2 separate regions of the Sus scrofa genome follow, and region 1 is linked to region 2. The links are chromatin contacts, called in public HiChIP or PLAC-seq maps. All regions are on one chromosome and are shown on one strand. The core of a region is the stretch at or near the end of the contact, and the rest is flanking DNA. Distances in the headings are between cores, read along the strand shown.

Evidence for each region. HiChIP or PLAC-seq counts read pairs in DNA pulled down with a chosen protein or histone mark.
Region 1: an H3K27ac HiChIP or PLAC-seq map of alveolar macrophages shows a contact between it and region 2. The contact joins the promoter of PRKD2 here to the promoter of CALM3 in region 2. A contact is called at or near these places in 3 of 47 Hi-C or Micro-C datasets (embryonic fibroblasts, heart right ventricle and liver) and 1 of 2 datasets of contacts at active chromatin or transcription factors (alveolar macrophages).

The regions. Positions count from the first base shown.
Region 1 is chr6:52,594,261-52,600,933 of Sscrofa11.1, forward strand. It overlaps PRKD2 (serine/threonine-protein kinase D2), which reads right to left and starts at 4,884. Exons shown (of 18, transcript XR_002344708.1): 1 at 3,876-4,884; 2 at 1,510-1,648.
Region 2 is chr6:52,505,544-52,512,092 of Sscrofa11.1, forward strand. CALM3 (calmodulin 3) reads left to right here and starts at 1,436. Exons shown (of 6, transcript NM_001244209.1): 1 at 1,436-1,603; 2 at 6,056-6,086. The coding sequence starts at 1,601.

The sequences.
Region 1 (6,673 bases), core at 3,634-6,133, 92 kb after region 2:
TTGCCCTCAGTCACAGATGCAGCTCAGATCCAGTGTTGTTGTGGCTGTGGCATAGGCATAGCTGTGTGCTGCAGCTCTGATTCGACCGCTAGCCCGGGAACTTCCAGGTGCGGCCGTAAAGAGTAAAAAGAGAGAGATGAATCTGGGGAATTGGCAGGGGCCAGGTCACCGACAGCCCTGAGGCCACGTTGAGGAGTTTGCATTTTGTTCCAAGAGTAATGAGGAGCCACAGGAGGACTCTGAACAGTGTGGTGTCATGAACTGACTTGGGTGCTACTGCAATAGTCTAGGCAGGAGGTGATCCAGGCTTGGACCAGTGCAGGTGTAAGAAATAGATTCGGGATGTATATAAAGGTAAGACCAATAGGTTTGATGATGGATCAAGCGAAGGGGTGAGAGAAAAAGAGGAGGCGGGAGTTCCCATCGTGGCGCAGTGGTTAACGAATCCGACTAGGAACCATGAGGTTGCAGGTTCGATCTCTGCCCTTGCTCAGTGGGTTAAGGATCCGGCATTGCTGTGAGCTGTGGTGTAGGTCGCAGACGCGGCTCGGATCCTGCGTTGCTGTGGCTCTGGCGTAGACTGGCAGCTGCAGCTCCGATTAGACCCCTAGCCTGGGAGCCTCCATATGCCGCAGGAGCGGCCCAAGAAATGGCAAAAAGACAAAAAAAAAAAAAAAAAAAAAAGAGGAGGCAAGGATGCCCCAAGGTTTTGGGCATGAGCACCTGGGTTAACGGTCATACTCTTCACCAAGCTGGAACAGACTGTGGGAAGAGCAGGCTTAGAAGGGGAAAATCAAAATTTCTCGGAGTTCCCATTGTAGCTCAGTGGGTTAAGAACTTGATGTTGTCTCCGTGAGGATGCGGGTTCCATTTCTGGCCCCCTTCAGTGGGTTAAGGATCCAGTGTTGTTTGAGTGGCAGCAAAGGTCGCAGACGCAGCTAGGATCCGGGGCGTTGTTGTGGCTGTGCAATTCCGATTAGACCCCTAGCCTGGGAACTTCCATATGCCGCAGGGGAGGCCCTAAAGACAAAAGAAGAAAAAGGAAAACACGCACAGCTCAATGAATGGTCAAACTGTATCTGCAGTGTCACCAGGATCCTGATGGATAAATGAAGTTTAAACCTCTGTGCTCCTCACGCAACTCCACCTTCCTCAAAGGTACCCACTCTCCTGGCTTCTCACAAAGTATCCGTCTTTGAATGTCCTACGTGAAACTGTTCGTCCGAGGTCTAGCCTCGGTTCGCTCTGCGCGAAGTGTGAGATTCATCCGCGTTGCGGCGGATCATTTCTGCTCAGGGCTGTGCGAATTCCACCGGATGCCGGCGCCACAGTACATCTGCCCGTTCCGGGCCGGGACTTTGTACACGTGATTCTAATTTGCGGCTGGGGCTTAGGCCCACCGGCCCTTAACGTGAAGAACCAAGTTTCTGGGCCCAGCTCGCCGCCCGACTCCTCTGCTGCCCCGCCCCCACCCGAAGCTCCGCCCCTCGACGGGCCGCGGGTTCTTACCCGACAGCACCACCTCCACCAGGTCGCCCTCCTGGATGTCTCCGGCCGAGCGCACCAACTGCAGGAGGTTGGCTGACGTGGGGTCATGTTTGAAGAGCAGGATCTTGTCGTAAAGGCCGTAGAAGCCACACTCGGGGAACTGGGAGGCGGGAGAGGGGGGCGGTGACGGAAGAGCTCAGAGCTGCCTGCCGCAGGCAGCGGTCTAGAACCCTCCCGGGGCAGGGCCCTCTGTTTCCCCCGGAAACTCAGAGACCCCGCAGCCCCTCGCTTCCTGCCGGTTCCCTCCCAAGCCCAGCTCGAGCCGGGCAGGGTGCCAGGGCCCCAGGGCCCCAGGTGTGCTAGGAGAGAGCGCCAGCCAGAGTTTGGTGGCCGAGCTAGTGTACTGGGGTGGGAGGGACAGTGGCTCCAAGGAGGGTAGGCACCGAGAATCTTCTGGAGATGGGGCGGGGGAGGGGGGCTGAATTAGCAGCCCTTTATTTCCCCCTACCCCCCCAGCTTCCTTCCTGGATCCATTGTTGTCCCTGTTACCTGGCTCCAGGCCCAGCACTGGGGCTGGATGAGCTGGAAAGGGGGGGATTTACGACTCCAGGTTGGGGGTGCTGGGGGTTGCAGAAAGGCTAGGGTTCAAGGGAGCTATAGGGTGCCACCCACCCAGAGCCCCAAGGACCCAGGTGTCCTATCCCCCAGCTGGGGGGGGGCAGGAAATGAAACCTGGTGGAACAGAAAGTGAAACCGCCCAGGTGGAGCCCGGGGAAGGAAGGAAAGGGGCCCTAGGACACCTGGACAGGGAGGGCAGAAAATAAACCCGGAGTGAGGCCCCGGAGGGCAGGCTGAGGATTTGAGCATGGGACACAGCATTTCACCCAGGGGACAATCTGCATCCCCCGCCCTCCTCCCCCAGGCCTGTTTTCCCAAGGAGCAGACTGAGTTGCATGTGGGAGCTGGGCCTGATGGTTTGGGGGTTTAAGCAGATGGCAAAGGAAGATTTCGCTGTTCTTGCGGCTGGGAGGGGGGCCGCAGGTGGCCAGGACCCCCTGGGCCTTGACTGCCTGGGCAGTCTTCTTCTGAGCTTCAATTTCCTTGTCTGTTAAATGGGAGACTTGGCCTAGTGCCTAAGGTTTTCTCTGAATCTCCCAGATTTCATTTCGAGGCGTCTAAGATTCTAGAATTTGAATATTTGGAGATTCTAATATGCTCACAGTAGAGGATTACTCATTCTAGAGTCCAATAAATTATCATTATATGCTTTAGGATTTTAACAACCTAAATTAGCAGTAGTCTAATATTTTAATGTTCTAGGAACCTTTGGATATTAGGATTCTAATATTAAAATATCTCAGCATTAAAGGGTTTCAACCCAGCATTCCAAAATTCTAACTTTTTTTTTCAAAATTCTAACATTTTAATGTTCTAGGATTCCAACAACACAAAATAGAATATTCCAACATTTTAAGGCATTAGTATTTCAACAACCTCGGGTTCTAATGTTTGAACATTTTACTATCAGAGGAGTTCAATTACCTAGCATATCCCAGCAATTTAGAACTCTAATATCTTAACATTTTTACAGTCCACAATTCCCACAATAGAGAAGCCCACTATTCAGTCTAACTTTCAGCTTTCTAGGATTCAAGCACTGAGTCCCACCGGATTTTCCTTTGCAGTGACACCCCCCCCCCCGCCCCGCTAGGCTCCCACCTTGGTGACCCCTGATATCCAAAGCTAAGAGTGGGTGGTGGGGAAGGCCCGTTTTAACAAACCAATCTCAGAACGGAGGGGTGGGGACACTGATCAGGAAAGGGGGCAGAAACCTCAGAGCCTTTGAGGATTGTCAAGAGGCCCCTCCACACACACGCACACACCTCAGGCCTGGGACGGGAGCAGAGACTGGACTCTGAGACCTCATTCGGCCCTGGCAGCTAGTGCGGGCACCCACACCCACACATGTCACCTGATCGCCATGGCCAGCCTGGCTTCAATATCTACTCTTTCCACCAAATGGGAGGCCTGGACTGGCCAGGCAGGGAGGTGTCCCCCCCCCCCGCCCCCCTCACCCCTTCCTCTAGGCTTCTACACCTGGCCCGCCCATCCCTTCCTCCCTGCTGTCTGCTGCAAACAACAACATGCAGGGACATGCAATTTGGGGAGGCCTCTGGGGCACCCCACCCCTGGGGCCTCCCTCAAATGGGTAGTCAGGTGAGGAGACACCTGGGGGCCCAAGCCCTAGGCCCACACCTCACTCACCAAAGGCTTAGCTCCCCCCCCTCCCTCCTCCCCTACGCTGTGCTCCAGGTCGCCTCTGCCAGCGCTCCCCTCCTCTAGACCTCTCCCCGAGCTGGACGAGGGGGGGAACACTACGCTCTCACCTTCTGGTCCACGATGGAGCAAGCCAGCTGCTTCACATGGGCCAACTCGGAGGCTGTGGGCAACAGCACGAACTCGCGGGTCAACCCGATCTGGATGTGGAAGGAGACCCCGGAGCCCGGGGCCGGGACATGGGGCAGCAGCGGTGGCGGCGACTGCAGTTCCAAGCCGCCGGAGGGCAGAGGAGACCCTGGGCCGGGAGAGCCCGGGAGCCCAGCGGGATGGGAGGGGGCGGCGGCCATAGGGCGAGGCCCGGGACCAGCCGCCCGTCTTCCACCCGGGATCCGGCTGGAGGAGCCTGGGCAGAGAGGCTCGGGTCACTGGGTCCGAGGAATCTTGTAAGCTGGTGGTTAGACCGCGGGGATCCCGGGGCTCTGAGAAGAGAAACCTGGCAGGTTGAGGGGACTGGAGGATGGTGAGACCCTGGGAGATAGAGAAAAGCTATCTAGTGGATCAGATGCCCGCCCGAGAATCAAGGGATCACAGACGATCAGACAGTAGAAAGCTAATGGTTTGGGGGTACCCAGCGACCAGGGGAATCCAAGAAACCAAAGAAGAAAATCTAGCAGGTCGGGGTCATGGGGAGCAGAAGAGCTCAGGATCTAAAGGAGCCATGGGGAGAGAAGAAACTGGAAAGGGAGCAGGGGAAGCCAACACAGTGGCTCTAAGAGGACTCATCTAAGGGGGCCCGAGGGATTCACCAGACCTTGGGGATGGAGAGCAGGAGCCTCAGAGACGGGATTCGAGTGGATCCCGGGGATCCGACAGCGGGCCCGGGGATGGGCAAAGGGATTCCGAGGGCCGGGGTGCTAAGGTGGGAAAATCTCACGGGTTTCGGAAGTAGGAGAAAAATTCGGTCGGGACCGCGGAGAAGGGGGTGTTACCGGCGGCAGTGGGGTGGCGGGGTGGGGGTGGGGCAAAGGAAGGTGGCCGGGCGCCCAGGGCTCTTTTTCCCCCTCCAAAGTTTAACTCCGCTGCGGCGGCCCAGGAGGAAGTGTCCGGAGCGACGGCGCAGTTGGCCAACCGGCGCTGGGTTCGATGACGTCAGAGAGGGCGGAGCCTGCTGAGGGGCCGGGGACGGAAGAGGAGGGCGGGCTCAGCGCCTCCGAGTTGGGGGTGGCACCCCCCCTGCCCGCCCCCGACCGGGTCTGGGGACCTGGGAGGCGAGGCGGATCCGGAGGCGACACTGATTCCTACCCCCCAACGCACTCAGGTCGGGAAAGTCGGCTTTTCTCTGACCTAGAGAAGGAGGGGCGAGCCACCCGCACACCACCACAGGGCGCGATGCCGGGGCTGAGGAGGCGCCTGGCCCTTTAAGGAAGGGGGCCGTCTCGCGGGGCTTGCATCCGGCGCCCACCGCAGGGGAAAGGGTGGGAGACGGGGTCAGAGCCGGCCCGCTCTCCGAGCTGGGCTTCCCTCTTCCCAGAGTGTCGCCACGCCCCAGTCCATTCCACAGGTGGGAAGACCGAGGCTTCCTGAGGGCAGAGGTTCTTGCCTCTGGTCTCTCTCCAGCGACCTTGGCCAAAGAGCCAGGAGCAAACAGGAGGAGCCAGGGCTGTGCAGGCAGTCAGGCACAGGGCAGGTGGAGAAGGGGGATATTTTCCATCTGTCAGCTCCCCACTCCACCCCAGTTCTTAGGGTGAAGAGCCAAAGAAAGGCCTGGGGGTGGCTGGAAGGGCCATAGCAGCAAGGGAGCATCACACCCACACTTTGTAGCTGGAGAGCCCATTGTTCTCACGGGGAAGTGTGCACGTGTCTTCCCCTGTGTAACTTTAGGTTGGTGGCCTCTGCTCTCTGAGCCTTTCTGTCAGATGGGAAAATATTAGGACTGACTCCAGAGGGTCTTTGTGGGGATTAATGAGATAGTAGAAGGGTGACCGAAACACAGCAGACGTGGAGTGATGATGGCTCTGGCTCTAGTGCTCAGATAAGCCGGTGAGCACGTTGAAGCGCTGGGGTGTTTATGGAAGGGTATATTCAGTCATTCCACAAATATGGATTGAGGCCCTACCTACTCTGTGTCAGGCTGTCATAAAATGCCTCCTCTAGGAGCAATTCGGACTTGATTTCTCCTCCCCAGCTAATAATAGAGTGGTGGGACCTTCCCATTGTGGCGCAGTGGAAGGAAACCCCGCCTAGTATCCATGAGAATGCGAGTTTGATCCCCGGCCTCGCTCAGTGGGTGAAGGATCCAGAGGTGCCGTGAGCTGTGGCATAGGTTGCAGATGCAGCTGGGATCCCAAGTTGCTGTGGCTGTGGTGTAGGCCTGCAGCTGCAGCTCCAGTTCAGCTCCTAGACTGGGACCTTCCATATGCTGAGGGTGCGGCCCTAAAAAGCAAAAAAAAAAAAAAAAAAAAAAAAAAAAGTTGCTACCATTTCGTTTACATACAGGAAGCTGAACCCTCTGAGAGGCAAAGTGACATGTCCAGGATTACCAGGCGGGTTGCTACCACCCACGGCTTCTTCACGAGGCCAAGGCCTGGTTGAGCTGCAGAGGCATCCCAGTGGAGATGGGCCACCGCTGCTTGGGTTCCAGACCAGCAGGGCTGGTTAGGAATGAGGACCTCAAGATGAGCCCCCTTTCCCAGTAAAGGGCTGTTGGGGGCAGCTGAGGTCGGTACAGTAGCGATTCTGTCACCACATCCGGGGGCTGGCTGGGGCTGGGGAAGGAAGTCTAAGGCTGGAGCGAAAACCTAAACCACCACCTGGGGAAGCTACACAGAGCTGAGGAATGAGGGGGGAGCGAGGCTGCATGGCACCCATAGCTGGGTTCCTTTCCGTGTCATCTGATGGCCATCTG
Region 2 (6,549 bases), core at 186-2,685:
GATGCAGGTTCGATCCCTGGCCCTGCTCAGTGAGTTAAAGATCTGGCATTGCCCTGAGCTGTGGTGTAGGTTGCAGATGTGGCTGGGATCTCTCATTGCTGTGGCTGTGATGTAGGCCAGCAGCTGTAGCTCCAATTTGACCCCTAGCTTGGGAACCTCCATATGCCACAGGTGTGGCCCTAGAAAGAAAAAAAAAAAAAAAAAAGTCTCTCTCTCTTGCATAAAATTTTGGCACTGGGGACAAAAAGGTGAGCTCTGCTCCAGAAAATCATCCAGATCTTAGGTGAGTTTGCTCCCATTGGTCTCTCCTCTAATGCCTACCAGGCTGTTCCATCAGCAGGCAAGGTGAGAGAAAGGACAGCATGCTCTCCACCCCCTTAAGGGCATGTCCAAAAGTTTCACATATCGCTTCTGCACACATCCTTTTTAACCACAATTCAATCAAATGACCGCTCACAACTGTTTCTGAGCTCCAGGAAACAGTCACAGTTAACCTTCACACTCTTTTCCTCCTATGGTTGGAACCTAGGCACAAGGAGTGCAAGAGTCAGGTGGTCTACAACACAATAAGACAGTGCAAGTCTGGGCTCCCCAGCCAAGCCAAGTACACTGGTCCAGCCTTACAGGAGGCGCTCAATTTAGGCTTAATTGAAGGCTGAATTAATGCCATATTCCCAGAGATCGTCCCGGGGTGGCCCCAGCTTCACAGACCTTGGGCCAATCAGGGGGACAGGCGTTCTGCACACCTGTAGAGTGTGTCTCAGGGTGGAGACACCTGGCCCCAACAGGTGGAAGTTCTAAGTAACCAGCTGAACCTTGTAGACCCCGCCAACTCGGAGGGTCCAGTTAGGGGCGGAGCTTCCAGGCCAGCATTTTGGATTGCACCATCTTCCATCTGTTAGAGGGGAGAGCCGAGAAAGAGCTTCTGCATCTTCCACCAGCCCTCTTACTACTCTCTGACTGCAAAGACTATGTAGTTGCTTCTCTAACAGTCACAGAGTTTTCCCCTTCGCCTCGTTACACCTCACGGCTCCACGCAGCCACACATTTCAGAATCCCCACCACCACCACACAGTGGCTCGCCCCAATTTGACGCATTGCAGGGAAGGCCGGACCAATCGGCACCGCGCTTTCATTTCCGCCATAACCCGGGCCCAATAGTGGCGCGTCTCACACAGGGACGCGTCACGCGCCGCCGTAAGGTGCCCCTCCGCCGAGGGGAAAAGTAAAGCCGCACGGGGGCGGGGCGCGCGGCGACGGAAAGTAGTCCCGCGCGGGTGCCCGCGCGGCCGGCCGTAAACACAGGTCTGCGCGAACCGAGAGCGAGAGATCCGCGGGCCCGGTGGTGCGGAGGGAGGCGCGGAGGGATCCGTGGGAGCCGCAGTGCGGCGACGCGCGTGCGGGGCGGGGCCGGGCGGGGCGGGGCGGGGCGCGCGCGGCGGCCGTTGAGGGACCGTTGGGGCGGGCGGCGGCGGCGGCGGCGCGCGCTGCGGGCAGTGAGTGTGGAGGCGCGGACGCGCGGCGGAGCTCGAGCTGCTGCAGCTGCTGCCGCCGCCGGAGGAACCTTGACCCCCGCGCTCCGGACACCCCGGGCCTCGCCATGGTGAGTGAGGCTGAGAGGCCGCCGAGGCCGGGGGCTCTGAGGCGGGCACGGAGGGGCAGGACCCCTGAGAGCGCGAGCGGACCCAGAATGGGGGAGCGTTTCGGCCCCAGCGAGCGCCTCTGGACCCCTCTCTGCTCCTCAGTCGGGGGCATTGGAACCCAGAGCGGGACATTTGGATCCCACAAGGGCTTTGGGGGTCTTCCAGAAGTATAGCATGGGGTAGTTAGACCCCAGAATGGGCACCTGAGTCCTCCAAGGGGGGCACTGGAACCCGGGATGGAGCATCTGGACCCTCAAATGGGAAGGGCTCCTGGACCCAGAATGAGGCGTTTGGTCCCCGAAGTGGGGTGTTTGAATTCCAGGGGAGCGAGGGAAGAAACGTTGGCTAGAGAAGGGGGTGATCTGTGCCCTGATAAAGGCTTTGGGTCCTGAGAGGATGCAGGGAAGGGGGATCGGAAGGAAGCCAGGCTGCTAGGGAGCTCCCCAAAAGGGGGCCGTGGATAACTGGGCCTGGGTGGGGAGGGGTGCTCCTGGGACCAGGGAGGTGGGGGTCACTCCTGCAGACCAGACCCTCGAGGGGAGAGAAGGAGGTTCTCCAGAGACATTGCAGAGGAAGAAGGAGGAGGGTGAGGTGCAAGCTTGGGGAGGAAGAGCCTAGGGTGGGTGGCGACAGAGGTTAGAAGATGCTCTGAAGTCTATGGGGACTGGAAAGGATTGGGGTCGGGAAGTGGTTAAAAGGGGATAGCGTGCTTGCCAGTGGTGCGGGGTCCGGGGGCCCTGTGGTTGATGTTGGGGGGCAGCCAGGGAAGATTCTGAGGTTACCAGTGGGTTAAGGCTGGTAAACTAGGACAGGAGGTTGGTTTTGGGGGGAGAGGAGTGGGGAGGAGTGTTGTGTTTGGGTTCACGAGGGGGTGGGTTTCCAAGGTGAGGGGTGGGCGAGCACTTTGATTTGGGTGGTGGAAGGAGATCCGCAGACATGTTGGAGCAAATGAATGGCAGCTGAGGTTGGCCTAGGTTTGAAGGTGGATGTGGGTAGCTTCCTGGAAGTTTCCAGGGCAAAGCCGGGACAAAGACTGCTCATTCTGGATGGGGGGCGGCTGGCTGCAGAGGCCAGAGAGAGTGGGTCTAGGGTCCCCTTCTCATAAGATGGGGCTGGGCAGAGGGCACCAGGCAGTGGGAGCCAGTGGGCGGAGTTGTTCCGGCCTCTATTGCGCACTGAAGCTGCATGAAATGGGGGTGGGGAAATCAAAGTTTGGGATGCATCAAATGAGCCAGCTTTTTAAGCCTTGAACCTCACCCCCTTGATGGCCCTTTCAGACCAAGAGAGCTGGTTTCTCCAAACAGGAGTGTTGGTTTTCTCGTGGTCTCCAGCTCCACGCACTGCTCTGCATCTCCTCGCTTGTGCCAAATGACAGTGCAGTACAGTGTGGCGTCAGTGACAATCAGACGCCTGTTCCTGTGGCCTCGGGGTGGGGGCTGCAGAGCTTGACCAGAGAGAACCTCCAAAGGGACCCCTTCATCGGCCTGAGGTCCACTTGTTCCGTTCAGGGCCCTCACTGAGTGCTTCTGTGAATTCACACAGCTAGGGCTTTGAGAGAAAACCAGCGAACGAGTTCTTTTCTAGTCTCTGCCACCCACAACACCCACAGCCCCCCAGGCCTGGCCTCAGAACCAGGTGCAGCCATCCTCCCTGGCAAGGCCAGGGAGAACAGGCAGCCGCTGCTGTGTATCAGATCTCATACTTGCTGACACAGACCTGATGGCTCCTCTCACCGCTACCCCATTTTCCCCGAGCAGAAACTTGCTAAAGGTGCCTGAATCACTGGCAGGTGCCAAGAGGTCCCCCACCTCCCAAATAGGACCCGAGCTTTGGCCCTGACTAGTTTCTCTTTCCGTATGTAATCAGCAAGGTATGGGTGGGACGAGTCGCTGTTAACTGGCCTTGGACTTTGGCCTGAGCGCTGTGGCTCCTCCTTGGCCCGGGTGAGAGGCCCTGGCCTTGGTTTCTGATCTCATCTAACACTGCTCTCTGGCATTGGTTGGGGGCTGGGGCAAGGCAGAGAAATAATACTCTCTTCCCTCCCCCACCTCAAGGTTATTATTATTTTTTTTTTTTTTTCATGTCCAGCCCCTTGCTGGAGCCTAAAATGTGGGATAAGGAAGCAGGACACCAGCTGGGTTATTTTCGAGACAGTTTTTGATGAAAGCTGAAAATGTTCAGATCTGGAAAGGGAAGAAGCCCTGAGAAGTGGTCCCCAGCAGGGATCACTTCTCAGATAGTCAATGTTCTGGGCAGTAGCTGTGCTTTGCCATCTCAGGCTCAGAGCTCAGACCTCCTTCCCCAAGCAGGGGAGAGGGTCTCCTAGCAGGGAGAGAGAGAGTGTGCGTGTGACAGGCCCCACAGGCAGAGCCACGCCTATTTGCAGCAACCTTGTAAAGGAGTGGAACGTGGCAGTGCCGCCTCTGCGCCTTCCAGCTTGTCGGTGGGGAGGGAGCTGCAGACACCGGCCTTTGCCTTCAGAGCCCCGAGCCGCTCTGGGGCGTTCTGCAACCTGTCCCAACCTCCTTACACCCAGCCCCTACCCCTGATGGTGCTGCCTGAAGGTGGGGAGAAGTGAGCTTCTTGCAGAGAGCATGGTGTGGTGGGGTGCGAAGGTCCCTGAGTAGACTGGCTTTTGCCATCTAGGCCAGGGGAGAGGATAGAAGCGGGTGGAACGGCAGCCCTCCTCCCCAGACTGCTGCTCTCCCCTCTGCTCTGCCTCTCCCTGCTCCCCTGGCATTGCCTGGCCTTGGTAACCAGAAGCCCATCCTCTCTTCGCACTTTCCCCCAGCAGCTTCCTTGGGTGTCAGAGCCTAGGGGATCAGCTCAGTCCTCTTTGCCTGTAGAAGCCAAGAGAAGTGAGTGGAACAAGGGGCTTGTGGGCCTGGGGCTGTAAGGTTGGCGTTCAGGAGCCCAGCAGCTCTGGGTCTTTTTTGAAAGCAGTGCAGAAGTGTCTCCACTGTGCCTCCTAACCTTCTCTTTAGACTTTGGACTTTTCCAGAATGTGCACGTGTGGTATTTTTCCTTCTCTACCTTCCTGCTTCCCCCTCCCTTAGCCATCTCCCCCCTCTTATCATCACTTTGATTTCCTCTCCTATTCTGCCTATTTGGGGCTTGGCTCAAGTTCCTCTTCCCTTAGATTTAAAAAAAAAAAATGACAAAGGACATTTTTGATTAGTTCTAATGTCATCAGTCTTCATATTTGGGACAGGGTGGGAGGTGGTTGTCCTTAGCTTTGCATGGAATCTCTGGAACCCCTACATAGAATAATTCAGATATGCACAATGGTACGCATTAGTTTGGGAGGCTCTCAGACTCTGCTGTAGATGTGGAGCCCTTTCCCCTAATTGTGAAAGGAGATAAAGGAAGAGGGCAGTGGTGTGGGGAGAGTGGTACCTTCTTAGCAGCATTCACAAAAACCAAGGAAAATTCCTTTTTTGATGCCTAAAGCTAGGTTGGGATTGAGCCCTGCTCCCAGCTTCTTCCCAGAGGATCCCTGTGCCTGGCTGGTTCCCAGCACACCAGTGCGGGACAGGCTAGTCTCTGCTTCTCACCCCCAAACCCGCATGCAGCAAGGGCTGCTTGCCACCAACTGGCCAGTCCCCAGAGTGGCCAGGGCCAGCAAGGGTTAAAAACTGCAGCGCAGCAGGGGAAGCTGACTTGAGTCCTACAGACCCTGCCACCAGCGCCCTGCTTGCTGCAGTCCCCTCCCCAACAACTGCCCTTCCTGCCCAAAAGAAACAGCAGGATGGCACCCTGCACCTACCCTGCCCAGGGGAGTGGGGGGCTGCCTGCGCCTGATGGGGCGCTCTCAGGCACTCCAAGTGCCTCTGCGAGCGCTTAGGAGAATTTTTGCCACTTGGGTTCACCGTGCTTGGACCAAGTGCCTCTACAGCGGTGACACAGAAACTAGCAAAGAGCCCAGACATCCTCCCTCTGCCCAGCCCCAGGACTGGCCTGTTTCAGTTTGGAGCCTTCTAGAGCTGCCTGATTAGGCCTCTAGGGCAACTGCTCCCTTCACTCAGCCTCTGGGGCTCCCAGCGGCAGTAACGGCTCAGAGATGTGAACCCGTGCTGTGCCAGTGCCAGTGGTTTAGGGCTGGGGCGGCACTTCTTCCCACCCACTGTGGCTCCAGAGGATGGGATCGGGTTGGAAACCCTGGGGTCTGGGCAACTTAATCGGGCCCCGCGTCAGGCAGGCCTGGGGTTCTAGCCCACCTTTGTCCCCAGCCTCCCGAATCGCCGGCCTTGATCCCAGGCCCTGGCTCTGGCATGACCTCCTTGCCTGGGTACCTGGAAGGCCGAACGGAACCGGCCTCGCCAGAGGGGGCCGGGCTGAGAGAGGAAGATGTGTCTGTGGCGGCCGGGTGGCCAGCCCAGCCGTGACTAACTTTCTCCTTCCTGCTTTTCCAGGCTGACCAGCTGACTGAGGAGCAGATTGCAGGTGAGCTGGCCTCCCTCCCTCACTCCCCTCCCCCTGGCGCAGGACAGCCTCTGCATCCCCGGCCAAATCTCACTCGGGCCAGGAGGAACATCTGACAGATAAACTTGTGTGCATAGAGCACACCACTGCCCCAGTAACACCAAACCCCACCGTCCCAAGCCGGCCCTCACCAGATGGCGAGGCTGTGCGCCTCTCCTGGCCATGGGTCATCTCGGCCTTTTTTTTTTTTTTTTTTTTTTTTTGTCTTTTTGTTGTTGTTGTTGTTGTTGTTATTGTTGCTATTTCTTGGGCCGCTCCCACGGCATATGGAGGTTCCCAGGCTAGGGGTTGAATCGGAGCTGTAGCCACCGGCCTACGCCAGAGCCACAGCAATGCGGGATCCGAGCCGCGTCTGCAACCTACACCACAGCTCACGGCAACGCCGGATCGTTAACCCACTGAGCAAGGGCAGGGACCGAACCCG